Linked DNA regions of Bombyx mori: region 1 is linked to region 2. Evidence: chromatin contacts called from public Hi-C data. All regions are on one chromosome and are shown on one strand. The core of a region is the stretch at or near the end of the contact, and the rest is flanking DNA. Distances in the headings are between cores, read along the strand shown.

What was found. Hi-C and Micro-C count contacts between places; a contact is called where the count stands out from the background.
Region 1: a contact with region 2 is called in a Hi-C map of whole pupa, with 2.1 times the contacts expected there. The contact joins two enhancer-like sites. A contact is called at or near these places in 2 of 7 Hi-C or Micro-C datasets (both in whole pupa).

Annotation. Positions count from the first base shown.
Region 1 is chr15:5,077,764-5,081,695 of ASM3026992v2, forward strand. It overlaps a transcript of Grf not described here. Among protein-coding and RNA genes, the nearest start is that of Grf, 22 kb to the left of the region's middle. Within about 2 kb of position 2,233, at least 2 of the 8 cell types and tissues checked have open chromatin away from gene starts, as enhancers often do.
Region 2 is chr15:5,036,813-5,041,049 of ASM3026992v2, forward strand. Grf (nuclear receptor GRF) reads right to left here. Exons shown (of 8, transcript NM_001043550.1): 3 at 1-950. Among protein-coding and RNA genes, the nearest start is that of eIF3i, 18 kb to the left of the region's middle. Within about 2 kb of position 2,204, at least 6 of the 8 cell types and tissues checked have open chromatin away from gene starts, as enhancers often do.

The DNA.
Region 1 (3,932 bases), core at 983-3,482, 41 kb after region 2:
GCTGGACGAGTAAATTAATCCATAGACACAGCCCACTGAGTTTTTCCCCGAATCTTCCCGGTGGGTCGCGATTCCGATGCGGTGGTAAATTCAGCGAAGCCGTACTCTTTCTAGGGAAGACGTTAGCAAAATCTCCGAAGTAGAACCCCATGAGCTCTAGACCACACGTAGTTGGAATAGCCCCTTAGGCCACAAGCGATTAGGTAAGGAGAAATAAGAAAGACTGGAAACTCTGGGCCACTGTAAACGAAATAAAGAATATGTCTTCTTAAATGCGTTTCTTTTCGATAATAACTATAATAGGTATTCATTAGAGTTTTTTTGCTTCACAAGCATGAACAATACCGAAATGAACAATAGTATTCAGTTATATGACGTCAGTGTTGCACGTCCTTTCACTCAACTTTCACCGTCCTTGGCGAAGAATATAGCTACGAGAATAAGCAAGCTCATTTTATACTAAGCCTTACTCCATTGACTTAGAGTTGGTGAACGCTTACAAAGGATTTAAATAACGGCAAAACTAAAAGTGTTAGTATATTCGCCAGCTTCTGCAATATTCAAAGAAATTGCCCTCCCATAAGCAGGATATACCTACATTTCTGTGTCTAAAACAAACCAAATAGCATTTGTATTGCCAAGTGAAAGTGAATTAAACGAAAAAGTAATTTAGGATATTAATCTAAAGTTTCTCCGAGTTACTAGATGACATTCACCAGATTAAATATAACAGCGTTTTAGTTTTTGCTACTAAACATTGTTTAATATTTTTGAATACCATAATTTACTATTCCGTTTAAAAATGTTATAGCGAATTTGTTTTCCTGTCTAATTTGTGGTTAAAATTCAAACACTTTTCAAACGAATTTGAACCTTAATAATTATAACATCGCTATATTATTGTTTTTGTCTTCTGTTTTCATAACCTAGTTGCAAGTTCCTTAATTTTCCTAATTAGTTGATATGGGTTGTAAAAAACTTTTAATCTGATGAGTATTGCGCTAACAAGAAAAGAAAGATCTTTCCGTTTTGTGCTATTTCATTACTCACCACAAAAATGTGCTCACCATTACTTACAATTGCCAAACTTTCACCCTACATTTGAATACGAGCTTGGAGCTGATCTGGGCTTAGTGCGATTTTTTTAACTTCTCGAACGCGTAAAAGTTAACTTAAATTTGTATGGAGATCGAGAAGATAAAAAAACTCGCACTAAGCACACCGGTGTTAATTGTTTAGGGCAGCCCTTCGACATCACTTGAACACAGTTCGAGAAATATGATTTATATATTATTTCTAAAAAAAATTAACTGTCTTTTTAGGCAACAACCATACGGTCCATCTGACATCTGTAAGCTGTCACCGTTGCTTATGGATTACAGCAATATGAAGCATAGCCAAGACGCTGCCTATAATTGCCAATAAATGCTAAGCAATCTGATATTAATAAAATCATATAAAACCTTTAAAATACATAATTACTTAAAGTTTACTAGATAAATGGTCTTTTAATTTTAGAATTGAGTTCATGACTTACCATAATTAAAGTTAATTTTATTTATTAAATGGAAATTGTTATAGACATGACTTATGATTATTTTTCATGAAGTTTGTGAAGTAAAAAACAGTGAGCTCGTAAACACGCACGACTCCTGTTTATAACGCCATCTATGAATTGGTAATTCGAACTATGAAGTTTCATTCATAAAAACTGTAGATTCATATATTTTTTTTAAAGATTAATGCGACAATAGTTTGGTCTCCAAAAGTCTGAGTTTCAAATTAGATTTAAAAAAAAAGCGTGTGTTTAAATTTTCTTTTAAAAAAGATTTTTCTAAAATATATCTTGAAGCATTTATTTTATAGCTTTACGATGCAATTAAAAAACTTTTCGTTAATTTTAAATAAACATTTCCTCCAATTTTTAAATGGCAATTTCCCATAAATTTAGACTTTCTCAGTACGTATACTGTACTATATTAATGTTTAGAAGAAAAATATTATCGTAACATTAAATTGCGAAATATAGTATCGTCACATAAAATTAACCGCGAAAATGTGGAAAACTTTAATCAGATCACTGTGAACTAGTTGCGGAATTATCAGAATATGTGTGTACATACATATTTGTATCGTAAATTCACAAGTGTCAAATATCATAGCATGTTTTGTCCGGGCAGTGCAGGAGACAGGTTGCCCACCAGATAACCCTATACGAGTGCACGAAAATGCGAACAGGCCGCGATAATGATAACAGAGCTAGGCGGGCCTTTCGCGCCACAATCGTTAGATAAACATATAGGTCACTGAACCGACCTAGTTTCGCAGCTACGCATGTGTGCGTGATTTAGTCAAAAAATCACACAAACGCAGCTCGCCGGCACGTACGGATTCGCGCGTTACGACACGCATGGAAACTTAGAGTACGTATTAGTTAGAACTTAGGTATTGTAATGAAATAATAGAGTTAAGAGATAGTTGAAATTCTCACTTTTATTTTTGGGTGTGTATTTTTATAGTGTTACCAACGAATGCTATACGGTAGAGACTTAATTAAGGTCGTTGTACTAAAAAGCTATCTTAATCTTACCTACTTTCCAAATTTATCAGTTATATGAATTCGTTATTGACAAAAACATTTTGATACTTTTAAGAAATTTTTATTTCAATGTTTTCATGAGAACTAAGTCTCACAATACTCAGTGTCGCTTACGCTCTTTTCAATACATGCAGTGGAACCACGTGGCATGTTTTTCTCTCGAGATTCAAGGGCTATGATTGTGATTTATATATTATTATATTGTATACTGGTTATAAGACGTCATGTGAGCCCGCACGGGTGGGTACCACCACTCTACCTATTTCTGCCATGAAGCAGTAATGCGTTTCGGTTTGAATGGTGGAGCAGCCGTTGTACTGTAAGAACTGAGACTTAGAACTTATGTCTGATGGTGGGAAGCGGCATTGACGTGGTCGATATCTACGACAGGCTGCGGTGACCACTTGACCACAAAATATTAACAAAATATTTCAATCTCGTTAACAGTGCAAAAAAAAAAAACATATTTAAATATTTGGTCTACTAAATGGATGCTGGTAACATTCATTTTTCGGAATTTTATTGATAGTTCAACACTACAAGACTTAGACGAGTTATTATATAAATTTAAAACCTTTCAATATTAACACCACCTTAGGGACGACATCGAAAAGTTTTCAACCTTATTTTTAACACGAAACTATTTTCAGATCGTCATTGACCAGCGCCTTAACGGATTTTTCGATAGATTGAACAAATGAAATTCAATAATGCATCGATCGTAGCTTTTAGAAGTGAATATGTGTTATAATTTAGACAATACTACTAAAAATAAAATTAGATATTTATATAAGAATAATGAAAAAAAAATAATTGTCTGTTAAAAAACTTATGTTTTTATTAAATAAAGAGCGTATATATTTATATTTACTATGCGGATTTTATTTTCCAAAAGTAGTTTCAATACCAGTAAGTTTTGACACATGATCAGTTGAGAGTCACGAAAGTGCTTCCGCAAGCTAAATACCAACCCACTTCTCATATCTAGCTTACCGCTCTCTGACTCACTTTAGGTAGCCGACTTCATTACGGATTAACAAAAAGTTTTAAAGTCATCATTAATTTACTGCGAATTAATCTTTTTGAAACTCTTAAAAAAATGTGCGGTGCATCTGCTACACCATCCGTTTGGATTCAAGCATGTGATTGACATTATCGTATAAGAATAGTTTTAATATGTAGCGTGCGATTTTTTTTTTTAAATATATTGTCTTTTTATTGTTTATACTATTAAGATCTTAATATTTTAATTATTAATTCTATTATTGTTTTAATAATGGAATGGAAACTACTTCGTAGATGATGGATTGTACTCTGTGATATGGACTCCAGT
Region 2 (4,237 bases), core at 954-3,453:
AATTATGCCGTAATGCAGTCCAGTCGCTTTGTCTTCGCAAATCATGCATATCATTGGTTGTTCGTCTTCATCGCGTTCAGTCTCTGGTGCATATGTACGCAGTTCTGGTCTGGGTAACGCTAAGGAACTAGCACCTGCCATTGGAGAAGAACCCGCGATGCTTCCGGCAGCGGCGCTCAGATTTAACGCATGAATTTGTTGGTGAGCAGGGAGCTGGGACACGTCTCCGGCCCAGAGTAGTTCCATGTTCAATGGTGGCCCTCTAGGTCGTCGTAACTCGCCACCTAAATTGAGTAATAGCCTCGCTGCTGACTCCTCACTGCATGAAGCTGGATCAGGAGAAGGCGTGGATGAAGTATGCGAAGCACTGGCTGCAGGCTCACTACTTGAACTAGGCGCTGGTAAGGTCCAGAACATTGTTCGGACACCTCCGGATTCGCCCATTATAACAGCAGGAGTACCTCTCCATTGTGTTTGTCCACGCGCACCTGGTTTATTTTCAATCGGCTGTGGTGGAAAATTTCCGCCTATAAGTTCAGGTTTAACACCATTTATACAAGCGGCCGGCGGCCAATGTCCTGGTGATAGATTAGCGTGAACTCCAGGCGGAGGCGGTACGAGGGTACGTGGTCTGAACGGTTGTGGTGATTCTTGCGGTGCGCTTTCCAACTTCACTGAAGACAACTGAGACTGCGTTGTGGGCTGGTTTTTTCCACTCGCAGGCGAACTTTCTGCTTTGACAGCGGATTGTGCACCTTCAAACTTGATGACTGAGTAGGGTGGCGCCGAGCGTATAACGGTGGGATGGCAAGCGGGTGAAGGTGACGGAGAGCCACCGCCATCGAACACGGGCGGCGGGTGCGGCGGCGTGCTGCACCCGGCTTCAGACATACGCGGCGAAGGCGGTCCTGGGTCAGGTGACGAAGTGCTGGTGTCGGCCGCCGACTCGCCTGGGAACAAACACGATCGTTCAACAATAGCTACAGCATTTTGTCTGCACGCCAACGAAAAACAACACCATAGATTTTTAGAAGCAACAAATAGAAACTAGGTGAAATGTCAACGACCGTGCGGCGTGATCATAGTTAGAAGGCGCGGAGCGACGCAGGGACCCGACACTGCACTTCCCGACGTCGCCGACTAGATTAGTTGATTGCGTCATAATGTAAGCCATCGGGGGACATAGATAAATTATCTTTTAATTTAAATAGAAACCATGAAACGTACATATAATATTAGCGAATGATAATATTAGCGAGAGATGATGAATTTAGTTTTACGTATAGGTTCAATCGAATTTAAAGTTGACGTACAGGATTTTGATTTCACAATTAGGAAACTTAGATAAATTAGGAAAATCAGGAAACGTTTGTGGTGTTCGCGGCGGGTACGATGAGATGTAACAGCGCGACGGACAAGGGGAAAGTGAAAGCTAGCGGCGCGGCGCGAGCGCAGATGCCGAGCCCGGAAGCGTTGTGCCTACGCTCTGTGCCGACTTCACAAAAGGGCTCTACGTCATCCGCTCACGACTGCATTGCCGTTATAATAATTACAGTTACCATGTATTAACATATCCACTATATAATTTCGAGTATTTACATACATTCGGAGAATTATCAAAGCGCAAGAATTTATAACATGAAATTTAAACACTTTATTAATATTTTCGAAAATTACTTCAGAACTGTGGAAATCTCGCTGCCTCGTACGTTTCGATGGAAATAGAATACACGTAACAGAAAATCATAAACATTACCAACTTTTTATGACAAGATCCATAGGCGTAGTTTTAACTTCGTACGCGACCCGGCTTACATCGCACGACCATCCATATATTAAAATGTAACATTAGAATTTTTTGGAATCACATTATTGTTCACCGGGTTTTTATTGTTCAATATTGCACCCAACTATAATTTGAATGCGGAGCAATGATTAAGAGAATCATGTGAGACCGGCGTGCGCGTACCGGTCTCGGCGCTCACGTGCGAATATCAGTAGAGTTTTAGGCGAGGAAAAGTCACGAAGAAAGTTTTCCAGAGCGTGTTGCCGCGGCGGCGGGCGGCGGGCGCGCGCTATGAGCCCGACCTACCGCACGAGCGGCTGCGGCCCGCTCCCCGCGCTGCGCTTCCCGGTCCCTCCCTCCAGCCGCTATTAGGTCACTCAGGCGGCCGTGCGTGCGAACTGCAACCGCACAATGACTAGTGCAACGCGTGCACCGCTCTCGCTTCGAGGACGATCTCTATTTCACTTCGCGTCCTTTGCCACATCATTGGTGGGGACCGATCTTTCTAGCCGCGTGATGCAATCGTCGCCCGCAGAGGTTTTACGTAGGTTCGTACGAACCTAGATAAGTCACCATTCGATAGAGTACTTGATACTTGTCGATAGCACGGTGTCTATTACGAGTTTGAAATTGTCACGAGGAAAATCGGATCTTTACTCGAAACTAGCAATGTATCGATATAAGTACGTACAGAGTATTGCACGAACACGTGTTTATAAAGAGTACATACAGATTGTATAGGAGATGAGCGATAAAAGCCGTAGTGCGGTAAACAGACAACAATAAAGACGATTACGCAACTTGCAACACTTTTATTTCGGGGCGGATGATCACAATCGTATATTCGATCGTTGCAAGCCCGAAGGTCGGCCGCGGTCACCGACACACGGGAAAGTAGGTCACACCCCTACCACTGGTGTCGCCCCACCACCCCCCTAAGCATCGCGACGCCACGTGTCGTTGCGCCCGGCTACATTTCGCATTATTTTTTCGTAGTTTTGCGCCCAACAACAACCAACTCCTCAAACGATTTGATTTTTAGTTTCAAAATTTGTAAATCGATAACTGTTGTTTGATTAAGATTATTTTACTAAATATATAATGAAATGAAAATAATAAAAAAGTGGTTAAGCTGTACAGCAGTTTTGATTATGTCTATGATTCGCGAAGACGAAGAAAATACAATTTTTTTTGTCTTATTTGTTTAAATCGATTGGCTGTTTGAATCAAACACACCACACAAATATATTAGGGGCGATTTTCGTTTAATTTAACGCAAATAAGACCGAGTTAGAATAATCGAGATTCAATAGTAAATGTAGCCGTATAGTAGGTAATTTGTTTACGTGTAGAGCTCGCTATCGGGAGGCCTTCGACGTTATGAGTACATCGACTTTAATAATATTTGTTCACTATTTTTCACCGTTCGTTCGTATATTTCAATTTATCGAACCGACGTCAAACTACACCTCGTATATCAAGCATCAGCTCGTTTGCTGTAAAATGAATTCCATGTGTGCATGAAAATTTTGATGCTTCCAATTTAAAACACACATGCAGCTAATTTGAATTCGACTGATTTAAATAAATAAAAAGATTTTTGCTATCACAAGGTTGTGTGTCTATAATACTGTCATTTGAAAATCTACAAACGTTTTAACATTGACAAGTATTTTTTAAATGGATTCAAACAGTATTGCTATTCAACCATTAAATAAAATTTGTTTACCTAACTAAGTGCAATGTATAAATTAATTCTATTATATAAAGTAAAATAGAACGGTTGCGTCTGTATGCTGCACAAATTTTATGGTATTTAGGTGTAACTAAGAACAAATCACTGATTGAACTTCAATGACGGGACCTAGATTTTCCTGAAAGAAACATTCCCTTATCACCAATTACGAATGGTACTAAGTTATGTCCCACACACACGAAACAGCTGCCTTTATTGATCTTAGCCCACTGAGTTTCTCGCCGAATCTTCTCAGTGGGTCGCGTTTCCGATCCAGTGGTAGATTCTGCGAAGCACTGCCCTTGCTAGGACCAGTGTTAGAAACAACACTTCCGGTTTTAGTCCCGTGAGCTCACCTACACGCGTTAGGACGAAGTTGAAATAGCCTTTCAAGGCTATCAGCATATGTAGGAAAATAATAATAATTAATCTACCACACAATTTCCTTCATATTTTCTACGCGGTACGCATCTAATTACTCTTTAAAATTAGATCTTACACGTTCCGTGCTTTAATTTCGCGTTCATTTTACATAAAAAAAATCTTAATTGCATAAAGATCTATCATTATAGTACAGCGAGGTCCGGGTTGTATTCCCAGTTGGACTTAATAGTTGGTATGCTGGTTTTTTTCGGTAGGAATTCTTGCATCTTATGTCTCTGGCATTAAAAAGAAGAATATCCTGCCTTGATTCGTTGAATCTTAAAAGTTTTTAA